3 separate regions of the Mus musculus genome follow, and all the other regions are linked to region 3. Evidence: chromatin contacts called from public Hi-C and HiChIP or PLAC-seq data. All regions are on one chromosome and are shown on one strand. The core of a region is the stretch at or near the end of the contact, and the rest is flanking DNA. Distances in the headings are between cores, read along the strand shown. Region 1 overlaps Prickle2 (prickle planar cell polarity protein 2). Region 2 holds the start of Trh (thyrotropin releasing hormone). Region 3 has its middle 23 kb from the start of Prickle2.

The links. A called contact is a pair of places that touch in the nucleus more often than the background predicts. HiChIP or PLAC-seq counts read pairs in DNA pulled down with a chosen protein or histone mark.
Region 1: a contact with region 3 is called in a Hi-C map of cortical neurons, with 2.8 times the contacts expected there. The contact joins two enhancer-like sites. A contact is called at or near these places in 1 of 15 datasets of contacts at CTCF or cohesin (the NIH/3T3 cell line), 1 of 484 Hi-C or Micro-C datasets (cortical neurons) and 1 of 115 datasets of contacts at active chromatin or transcription factors (neural progenitor cells).
Region 2: an H3K27ac HiChIP or PLAC-seq map of embryonic stem cells shows a contact between it and region 3, with 4 times the contacts expected there. The contact joins the promoter of Trh here to the enhancer-like site in region 3. A contact is called at or near these places in 6 of 39 promoter capture datasets (the 3T3-L1 cell line, cranial neural crest, liver and 2 more), 4 of 115 datasets of contacts at active chromatin or transcription factors (embryonic basal ganglia, embryonic stem cells and stem cell-derived neural progenitor cells) and 1 of 9 other capture datasets (embryonic stem cells).

The regions. Positions count from the first base shown.
Region 1 is chr6:92,394,076-92,397,725 of GRCm38.p6, reverse strand. All of the region lies in intron 8 of Prickle2 (prickle planar cell polarity protein 2), which reads left to right. Among named protein-coding and RNA genes, the nearest start is that of Gm38862, 8.6 kb to the left of the region's middle. Within about 2 kb of position 1,990, at least 22 of the 459 cell types and tissues checked have an H3K27ac peak or open chromatin away from gene starts, as enhancers often do. A contact at or near this core is called in cortical neurons, where this site is marked.
Region 2 is chr6:92,243,197-92,247,037 of GRCm38.p6, reverse strand. Trh (thyrotropin releasing hormone) reads left to right here and starts at 2,388. Exons shown (of 3, transcript NM_009426.3): 1 at 2,388-2,490; 2 at 3,151-3,366. The coding sequence starts at 3,159.
Region 3 is chr6:92,726,886-92,730,612 of GRCm38.p6, reverse strand. No RefSeq gene overlaps it. Among named protein-coding and RNA genes, the nearest start is that of Prickle2, 23 kb to the right of the region's middle. Within about 2 kb of position 1,907, at least 67 of the 459 cell types and tissues checked have an H3K27ac peak or open chromatin away from gene starts, as enhancers often do. A contact at or near this core is called in cortical neurons, embryonic stem cells and stem cell-derived neural progenitor cells, where this site is marked.

The sequences.
Region 1 (3,650 bases), core at 741-3,240, 330 kb after region 3:
ACTTAAGAACCACTCTAACAGGAAAGGCTAGAAGGCAAGTGCCAGAGTCAGTGAGTACATGTGAGGTTTGCCCATCTGGAGATGTCAGTGGCCCAGACCTGTGTGAACTCTCACACCAGGCAGCCCTACTGTTTGGAGGTTTTAGGAGTCTCTTTAGCTCAAGAGGTGAGCCCTTTTCACTGGACCTGCTTTCCTATCTTTCCTGAGCTAGAAGAGGCTACCAGAACCCAGGCCTAATCTTGACCCCGCCAGCGTCCCCGTGAGAATGGCTATAGCCTCAGAGCTCTGGTTTCCTTACCACTGCCACCATTGCCACCACCAGTATTAATTAACTTTGCAGAAAATTCTCATTTGATACAGCTTAGAGAACTTAATTTGTTCTTTAAATCCATGAATAATAAACTGACCTGGCTTAAGGGTAGGAAACCAGGAAGACAATAGAGACAACACAGCAATAGACATTTCCCTTGGAGATCATTTTCAGCTATAGAAGTGAACCTATCGTGTCCCTAGGCATTGGGTCTGTTTCAATAGCTGCACCATCTGTAAGGAGACAAGGGCACCATGTCCTGCTGCTGCTACCCTCCAGCTCCCTGTAACACAACGCCCGTTATCCCTGAGCCACTCAGCTCCTGAGAAAAACAGGACTTCACTGGGTCTGATGTTCTTTCTCTTCACGGAAGTTAGGACTTCCCAAGAAGCAGGCAGCTTCCACCATCTTTTCTGTCCTCTGAACCTGATTGTTGTAGGGATCATTTGGTAGCTAGACATCTGAGTGACACACTTCCATCTGGCTATATCCGATAGAGCACGTGAAGGAAGAGGGCATATTTTATCCCAGCTGTCTTCTGAACCCTAGAATTTCTGGGAAAGAATTTTTAACCCCTTTTGTGGTCTCAAAGAATCTCAGCTCCCCCCACCCCCATTGTCGTCCACCGCTAAGCTCAGGGGCCATTCAGAAACATTCATTTGTAGACAGTCTTTGCTCTCAATCCAGTCCCTAATATTGTGTATCTCATTTGCAGGAATGGCCTAAGATGCCACATTCTCTAACACAGCATCTTCCCTCCCTCCTCAAATCTATTCTAAGGCACCAGCTTTCTGGTGTGCCTTGCTGGCAGGTCTGCTCACTAACCTAGCCTTATCAACTCTGCTTTATCAGTTTTTCAAACCAAAATCTGGTCCAAGATGTGTTTGGAAGGAGAAAAATTAGAGAGAATGAAAATGTATCTTATGGAATCGTGGTGTTGAATTGTTATATTTTCATTTATTCAACAAATATTTATTGAGTGCCTACCATGTGTCAGGCACCCTGCTAGTTGCCAACTACACACTGATGAATAAGTCTGATATACTCCGTGTTCGGGTCAGGGCCCCAGCAGGAAACAGCTGCTGCACTCAGGAGGTAATTAAGGAAAGCTAGATGCAGCCTCTGGACTGCAAATCTAGTCTCAAGAAGAAAAGTACCTGTAGCCTAGTAGGAAGGAGCCAGACCAGTAAAACCTTGGCCTCTGGTCTTCTGTCTCTCATCCTCTCCCATTGATCAAACTTACCTGGGAGTCAGAGAGAAAGGGAACCACCAGAGTGGCTCTCAGGCAGAGTGCAGCAGAGAATTGGTTTGGTAGCTAAGAGGGATGTGCAAACAGAGAGAGAAACAGATTATGGTAAGTGCAAAGAAAGAAATGAGCCAGATTAGAGAAGAAAATGTTTATGTTCAGCTACATAGAGAATGGTCAGGCAAGCACTCTGAAATGCAAGGGAAGAGGAGAGGAGAACATGGTCACAGATAACATGTGCAAAGAGAGCACTTGCCTAGTCCCGGGAGCTCAGCGGAGCCCAGGGCTGAGGGAACCTTGGAGGAGATAGCTTCCTTTGGAACTGTGAACCTCAGCTCTGGTTCAAACCTAGCCTCCTGCTGCTCCTCTGGCAGCACCACCCTGCTCCTGTTTTCTCTAGTCAGGTGCAGGACCGTGGAAAGTCAGAGGACTTGCAGGGAAGGCTGAGAAAGCATATTTAAGACCATACGGAAGCAGTGATCAAAAATAGCACTTATGCTGGGTGAGGGAGAAGTTGCTATTTAAAGTGGAAACAAGAATTTAAAAAAAAAAAAAACTATCTATGAACTCCTTCTGTGGGTATTTGTATTGATGGAGTTTACCTTTTTTTAGGACTGCCTTCTGCCCTGGTTAGATCTGGATTTCATACACAGTTTATTCTCATTTTATCCCAGGTACCACCTTAGTCAAACAACTGATTTATAAATCTAACTAGAGCAAAAGCTTCCCTTTAGATGAACAGTAAGCTTTAAAAGCAAGCTAAACAGAAGTGTGATTCACCCAGTCCCACTATTTATCTTCTTCTCTTGCACAAACAAGCCAGTATTGGCTATGGACAGCCAGCTCCAAGCACTTTGGACCTATCTATTTGTCTTTAAGAAGAAAGATTAAATAGTTGACATTTTCCCTGTATATGAGGGTTGCCATAGTTACAGGCTTTCATCCATCTCTTAAAGTTCTGCATCCTTCCACTTGTCTTAGTTTCTTCTTTCTATGATTAAAAAAAATAATAACCTTACCAAAGCGACTTAAGGGAGGAAATCTTTATTTGGGCTCAAGGTATAGCCTGTCATAGTGGAATGGACAAACCAGCAAGGGTTTGAGGCACTGATTACATTGTATCCATGATTAGGAAAAGAGCAGTGCATGCGAGCTCTCAGCTTGCTTTCTCCACCTTTACAGTCTCTTTTTTTAACGACTTAGCATAAGATTCTCACATCCCCATCCTGAGTTTCTGAATCTTTCCACTCCCACTCCCTTGTCCACAGTGTCGCCTCTGTACATCCCCAAGGCAACCAAGATCTACTGTCATAAGTGGAGCTAACAGCTGGCAAGCCTTCTAAGTGGGACACCATGTTAACGCCTACTGTATAATTATCCCAGTTAATTTTTGTAGCAATGCCAGGCAGTATATGTACACAGAACAGTCCCACCAGAATTGTCCAGCCCCAAATGTCAATAGAGATGAGGTTCAGAACCCTGCCGCAGGCTGAATGAGGTAGTGCATACCTTTAATCCCAGCATTCAGGGGGCAGAGATAGGTGGATCTCTGTGTGTAATGCCAGCTTGGTTTACATGGCATGCTCCAGGCTAGCAAGGTCTATATAATCTCATAAGACAAAATCCTGCCACAAAATTATCTTTTGTGAGGAGGTTGTATTGTGAAAAATTATATTGTCAATTTTCCTTTAAAAGGTAATATGGCATCATAATACTGAGTAGGCTCTTTAAAGTAGCCCTGGCTACCCCATCTCCCTGCAGTTCTCTTGTTTCACATGGCGAATGATCCATAGTAGACATCCTTTGGGTTCTGAAGATCAAGTTTATTGAGATCAAGTGGGTAGAAAACAGCAAGCAGCAGGAAGATGATAGAGCTTCCAATAAGACACTTATTTTTTCTGTCACAGAACTGAGTGGGGACACCTGGGAGACCAAAAGTACCAGCTGGAGCAGAATGGCTCCTCCTAGGTGATGTGTCTGATGTGCCATCCCCACCACAGGCATTTGTATGCTGTGGGATAAATAGTAGCTGAGTCTTTTGCTTAGGGAAGATGCCTAGGAACGATTTACCTCCCAGCTGCATTCAAGGACACA
Region 2 (3,841 bases), core at 1,139-3,638, 480 kb after region 3:
AGGATCTCAAATTGGAGGCCACCCTGAACCAGGGTAGCTTTAGCCATATCTTGTCTCAAAGTAAAACACACAGATAGGTAGGTAGGTAGGTAGGTAGGTAGGTAGGTAGGTGGATGGATGGATGGAAGGAAGGAAGGAAGGAAGGAAGGAAGGAAGGAAGGAAGGAAATGAGAACAGAGTGGGAGCATCCCTTTCCACCCCAGGTGCTGTACAGGGCAGTACCAGCATTAATTAGAAGGTGAAGATCGTGGAGCATAATGCAGGCTAGAAGCCTACTTCTAATACAGGAAAGATTAGTCAAGGCAGGGTCAACAGGGTGGGCTAGTTTTGGTCACTTCAGAGCTGGGGCATAAACTCTACAATAGTTTTCTTCCAGTACCCACCTTAAGGGATAGGGTGGATGAAAGTGGTTTAGAGCACCTGAACCTGGGTGCTAGGAGCCAGGGGTGGGAAAGAGCTTTGGTCTGGGTCGCTTTGCATATGAAAGGGTCTCCTAGGCTAAGCTTAGACCGGTGGCCTCTCCAAGGTCAGCAGAGCCCAGTGTGTCAAAACAGTGAACAAAAGCAAACCTCCTGCATCCCGCTGAGGGTATGTAATCCACCCTCCCTCCCTTCCTCTGGTCCATCTCTTTGTCAGAGAATTAGTGGTTCACTGGCAGTCTGTCCTGTGCACACACTTTCTTCCTCTCTGCTTTGATCACTTAAGGGGTCGTGTAGCTTACCATGCAACACACACACAGAGACACACACACACTGCTGCCTCCATCTCTCTCTCTCTCTCTCTCTCTCTCTCTCTCTTTTCTTTAAGATTTATTTATTTTATGTATGTGAGTACACTGTAGCTGTCTTCAAACACACCAGAAGAGGGCATCGGATCCCATAACAGATGGTTGTGAGCCACCATGTGGTTACTCCGGAAGAGCAGTCAGTGCTCTTAACTGCTGAGCCATCTCTCCAGACCTGCCTCCATCTCTTAGACACCATATTAGACCCCAGAGTCATCTTGGATAGACCCCACTTGATTTAAGCAGCCCCTTCCTGATAGACAGGTACCTAACCACTTGCAATCGTGGCTTCTAGAAGCCGTACTGCCTGGCATATCCTTGAGTGGCTTTCTTGGCACAGGCTTGAGAATCTGTACAAGGGAATTGTTTTTGTGGGGAGAAACACCCTGGTAACCTCTCCTGTCTGTGGCTAAGGGTCCACTGTGACTTGCATGAGGGAACAGGTCGCAAGTGTCACATGAGCTTTTCTGGGGTGAGAGAAACATTCTTTCACCCCAGATATAGAGGGTACCAATGGGGGTAGGGGTGGGGGAAGTCTAGCTAGGTGAACCAAGGAGTTTGTTGGCGTTACATGGGTGACTTGTCGTTACATGGGTAACTCAAAGGCAGCTACGTCACTAGGAAGTACCCTGGGGCAACTTACAGCTGCAGTCTCCTGCCCCTAGTCAGGACATGTTAACAGGCCTTAGCTGGCAAGGGTCTTCTGAGGGTGGTCACAACTGCTCAGAATCAGAATAGCCGTGGTCATATCCAACCAGGAGGCAACAGGCTGGGTGGCAAATTCTTCAAACCCTGGAGTCTGGCTGGGAAGCAGGGGTCAAACTGGGGTCTTAGATTTCCCATCTGTCTGATGATACTCTTATGACCCAGAAACACAGAGGTGCCTGGGGGGCGGTCAGGAAGCTGAGTTAGACGTGTCCCCAGACCCTTAGCATCTTCATCTAAGGCAAGGACTCTAGCTGAAATCTATTTGCCTTTGCCTTTCAGCTTTCCCTCTACTGAGCTCTCCTATATGTAAAGTGGGACTGACTATCACCCCTTGGACCATGATTCTCCTGCAGGTGACAGGAAAATGTAAAGAAATGTACTTTCAGGACCTTGTGGGAGTTGAGCCAAACAGCCCTATCATTCATTGTAGCCTTAGAGCCATCATCGAGGAACTGGTTTCTCTCCCATTGCACAGATGGGGAAACTAGAAGAGGGGAATTCGGCCAGTGACACAGTCAATCAAGCACAGGTGCCACTAGATGCTCTTTCTTTTGCTGCCCACACTCTGCATCTGTCTTGTCTCTGGATGTCTGCGAGCATTTGTCTCTTGGTCCCCACTCTTGTCTCCTTTCCATCGCGAACTATTCCCGGGACGTCTCTCCCTCCCTTTGTTCCCTAGTCAGATGTTCTCTTAGTCAATAGACCTCCGGAGCAGGGCGCCAACCTGCGCCAGCCGCGCCTCCTCGCTCGCTCGGCCCCCACCAGGTTTCCGGAAAGCGGGCGGGTCCCCCGGCTCTGCCGTCAGCGCCCCTGCATTCGGCCTGCGCCCCCTCCCCGCTGACCTCACAGGCGCCGCTGTCTCGAGCGCATATAAGCCTCGGCCCCTCCGAGGAGCGCGCAGTCGACTCTGGATTCTGGAGCCTTGCAGACTCTACCCAGCCAGTTTGCACTCTTCGGCTCAGCATCTTGGAAAGCTCTGCAGAGTCTCCACCTTGCAGGTAATGCCTCTGACCTGGGATCCCAAACAGGTGTCCCCTCCACCTGCCTCGCCACCTTCCTGTAGCACACTGGCCAGGGCACTGGGAGTTCTGGGTGGAAGAGGTCGGTCAGCAGGTCCACACCAGGACGGTCGGACCCACCCTAGAGTTCGAATTTGTACACTAACGTTAGAAATAGAACCTTCACTTTGGAATTAGGATGTGGGCGTCCAGTGAGAGTCTTCTTCTAGCCTAGACAAGGGAGCAAAGGGTTACATGGGGAGTTCGTGTATGTGAGCAAGAATTTCAGCTCTGGAGTAAGGAGATTGCGGTGAAGGGCTGGGGTTAGAATGTAGATGGAGCCTTGGAGACAGTTTTGGCCGCTATGACTTTAGCTTCTCCTGTCAGCACTGCAACCTTAATGGGTACACCGGGGTAGGGGTGTCAGATGCAGCGCTGACTCCCCCAACTTTGGGAGACAGTTAGGGATGGCGGAGACAGTGGGGTTTCCATCGCCTCCTAGTTTGGATAGGCACCTTGGCACCCTGATACCAGGAAAGCTACCAGAGGCTCAGCTGCACCTGGCACAAGGTGGCAGATGACCTTGTTCTGGGGAAGGGAAGGGGACAACCTCAGAGCAGGCGGTGCATTTACCCTTACACCCACTGCCTTTGACCCTAGACTCCAAGATGCAGGGACCTTGGCTGATGATGGCTCTGGCTTTGATCTTCGTGCTAACTGGTATCCCCAAATCCTGCGCCTTGCTGGAAGCAGCCCAGGAGGAAGGTGCTGTGACTCCTGACCTTCCAGGCCTGGAGAAAGTCCAGGTCCGGCCAGAACGTCGATTCTTGAGGAAAGACCTCCAGCGTGTGCGAGGGGACCTTGGTGCTGCCTTAGGTGAGTATAGGGGGAAGGGAGCCATGTGGAGAGGGTTGGGGGAGCACCAGTCAGTGCCCCTGTTCCAGATTTAAGAAGCGTATAACCTTCTAGACAGTTTCTCCATAGGGTGGGGAGGTTACCAGCCCTTGGGACCACAGTGTTAGAAATAATCAGAAGGTAGATTTTCAGTAGTCACAATTTCACAATGGTCCCTATCCCTAACAGCTTTAATTATTGTTTACCAAGCACTTGTGTCTAAGGCCCTGTCTATAAGGACATGTTGCCATTTTGTCCTGGAAACTGAGATTCAGAGAATACAAGTAAGAAGTGGTTTATTGTCACCCAGCAAGAAAGAAGAGAGCTGGGGGCTGGAAGCCAGCAGCAGTGCCCTTCACCATTGGTGTGAGGGGTGTCTGTAAGAGCTGGGAAGCAGAACAGACAATGGGAGGGAGGAGCTGCTCTAAGAGCTATGACAAAGTAGAAGTCTGAAGTG
Region 3 (3,727 bases), core at 658-3,157:
TGCTTGCTTGCTACCTATGACTTTGCAGTTTCTTTTCACCAGAGAGTACATGTGGCATCTTACCCATGTTGTAAGGAGCCCGATCATCTAGTTAAACTGAAGGAATATTGTTCTAAATCACACGGCGCTAGGTCTTAGCCTAAGTCTCAAGAGAAATCTCCTGGTTTCTTTTGTTTCTGTTGCTTGCTTGAATGTTAGCAATTGTCATGAGCAAACACCACACCTAGCTGGCTAGTTCAGTAGAAAGCAAAGACTGTGAGAAGAGAGCTACCACTCATAACCACAAGTGTACATCCAGAAGTAGTGGTGCTCTGGATACCTGGAGACATGTGAATGTGATAACAAATACTGTCCTATGACACTGAATTATGAGAAGATATGTTAAGTGTCATTATTAGATCACAGTTGATAAACACACATTCCATCTGCTAACAACTATGGTCAAAAGAGACTTTCCTGTGGATAGTTCAGTTTCAGTTGGGCAGATATGAACCAGATGCTAGTACCCGGATAGTAAATAAAGGAAAGGAGCCTGTAGAAAACCATAGGGCTGAATGTGAAGAAGAAATCATGGTGTTGGCAGTGAAAGAAATATAAAGGATGCTGAGCAGACAAAATGACTTATTCTCCTTCACCATCCCCAGAATGGATTGTAGAATATTAAATCCATAGTAAGCCTATACTAAGCCAGGACTCAGATGTTTCTCATCTCCATGTAGCTAGAGAGGGTATAAATAAGAGCTAGGAGCTAATCACCACAAGACCATGTATTGACTCCAGTAATCAAAATCAGGAAGTCTGTGCCTTGACTGCTCTCCCTTGCAAGGTAGATTTGGCTCGCTAATGGCCTCCACTTGGCAATGCAACATCTTTCCTCGAAGTACAGCTCAACCCAGAGGAGAAAAGTATCGGCTAGCTGCTGAGTCCATGGTTGGCTCTCAATTAGCCCAATTCTTTCTTTGCCAGCCCCAAGATTTGCATGGACACAGGACTCTCTAGTCTCCAGTACACTGATATCCCTCCATGATTGTCCTTTAAGGAGAACAGACCTGAATTGGGGGCATGACAGGTGATAAACATGTCTCTGTGCCCGTGCTTCATGTGGTCATTAAGCCCCTTCTGAATATAGTGCTGAACTAAGTGATCCAAAGCTGCAGGTGCTGTGCTTGCTTTCTTCCTCCAAATCCCACTTTCCTATCCCCGTTCTCTGTCCTTGCTTGATTTAGTAGTTGGTGTCTTTACTCAGTTCTAAGATAACGGTGGGCATTATTATTATTTTATTTGTGAGTGGGGTGGGGTGGGTGGGGTGCACTTCTGGAGACTGGGGGTTGACTTCTGGTATCCTCCTCCATCATTATCTTAGTTTTTGAGGCAGGGTCTCTCACTGAAGCTGGAGCTCATCAATCCAGTTAGCCTGGCGGGCCAGCAAGCCCCGGGACCCTCTTATCTCAGTCTCCCTGGTGCTGGGATTATAAGCATGCGCTGTCACATCTGGCTTTCTACATGGGTGTTGGGGATCTCAACTCAAGTCCTCACGCTTGTGCCGGAAGCGGTTTACCCACTGAGACATCTCAGCCTCATTATGGGGCATTTTTGGTGGATGCTGTGTTGCAAGAAGGTTACTTGATGCCTCATGGGACAGTATCATGTCAATGCTTCAGTGCATGTTGTATTTCCTCTAGGGCATTCGCCACATAGAAACATCTCCAGTTATAAAGAGCCTTTGCTTTCTTTATTCTCTGGAAGAACCCAACCTTTCTGCCACACTCTCCCCTCCCCCACGCTCTCTTTAAATGCCAAATCTCCCTGTGGAGATGGGAGAAAATGTTGGGAGAAAGCCCGGTGGGGAAAATAAACAGTGGTCAGTGTGTTCACTCTGATTACAGCCTTAAGTGCCAGACAATAGCTGCAGTGAGCCCAAGCAAGCAGAGTTCAATACAGCTTTCTTCCCTCCTCAATGCAACTCTGATTCAGCCATGGCTACGCAGGAGAAATGGCGATCTAACTGGGGCAGCACAACCTGGGAATCGTGTGCTGTTCTCTAGGGCCGGCTCCTCAACGGTCTGGAAAGCAACTGAGACCAAGCTTGAAGTGTTTCATGGACATGAACCACTTCCACAGCAGCAGAGCCCCCTTACAAGCGTCTACCTTTTGTTAGCAATCGTACGAGTATGATTTCTAAAGCTAACCATCCAGCTGCTGTCTCTCAGGCCCAAATCTACCCGTGTTTTGGGAGGTGGTGCTTGAATAATCATCTCTTCTCTCGGGCTGGTGCCATATTAGATTTCACCACTAGGCGGCATCAGAGGGCGAGTGCAAAGCTCTGAGCTGGGGGAGGGGAGGGAGGCCTTCGCCTTCTAAATCTTACCAACTTCATCTTGCTGGGGAGCATTTGTTTTGTATCTAACGTTCTCAACACTACTTGCACTAGCCTCTTCCTCGTTGTTTTTTTTTTTTTTTTCCCCCTGCCCCACAATTTACAAGATTTCTCTTACTTTTAAAAGATGCTCTTCTGTTTTTTTTTTTTTTTTTTTTTTTTTTTTTTTTTTTTTGGGTTTGGTTTGGTTTGGTTTAAACACACACACACACACAATTCCAGTTCTCTGTATCCGTTTTTCACTCAAAACATAGAAGAGAAGCTCGAACAGCTGCTTCGTGGGGAGAAAGGTCCCTCATGCTTAAAGATCCAATTTCCTCCTGGGTGGTGGATAAAGCTAAGGAGATAAAAAATGACCTTTCACCTCCAGGAAACAGAAATGTAAGATTAATCTGCAGCTTTGAAACTAATGAGTTGGCTCATCGCAGCAGAGCAGCCCGTGAATAACATACCATGTGTGGAGCCAGCAACCTGGCAACTTTTGTTCATCATATGGGGCTTGGGAGGGAGGAGAGCTGAGAAAGGAATTCATTTTTAAAAATAATCCTCAGAGGATGCTATCTGCTAGGTCTCCACGAAGCTGGTATTACAGGAGGAAGAGATTGGGGGTGGGGTGGGGGTGGGGGAGATCATGAGCCTCTAATGAGCTTGGCTTTTCCCTGCAGAATAACAGAAGGATTCAGACAGGCAGGGAGACTGTGAGGTGGTTAAGGCCATGATCTTGGAGTTGGACTCCTTGGTATCTAAGGCTGATCTGTGGATTCCTCCATGTGTAATCGTGGGTGTGTTTCTTAACTTGTGCCTTGGGAGGTTTGGATTAGATAGTGCACGGAAAATACTATATTCTAGCCAAGAATCTGGTTAGTTTTGCATTTTTACTAGTGATTGAAGGAGGCAGGGGCAATTTGAGGGTGATTTATCCAGGGAGTAGGAAGTCTAAGGTTTCTTCTCTGACAAGAGGAAATGCCTAACAACAGAAGACAAAAGTAAATCACAGAAAACTGGTTTCAGAATCACCCAAGAAGGAATGAACAGTCTCTCAGGACACCAGGAGGGCTGAGCAACCACAGGGGGGGCTGTCTAAACAGACACCCTGAATACCTTCTCAGCAGGTGTGCAAGCAAGCGGAGACTCTCCACTCCAGGAAAGGATAAGTGCAGCTCCCTTACCCTGCTAAAGTTCTGTCTCTCCTTCTGGCAAACAGGGTTTCTAGGACTATTGCCTCTCTTGGGGTCTGGGCTGCTTCATTTGTGAATTAAGCTGATGGAGCTATTGATCCCCCTCTTACGATCATGTTTCCTTTGTCTATTACTTCCTCCAGCAAATGAGTGCCCATGAGGTGGTAAGCAG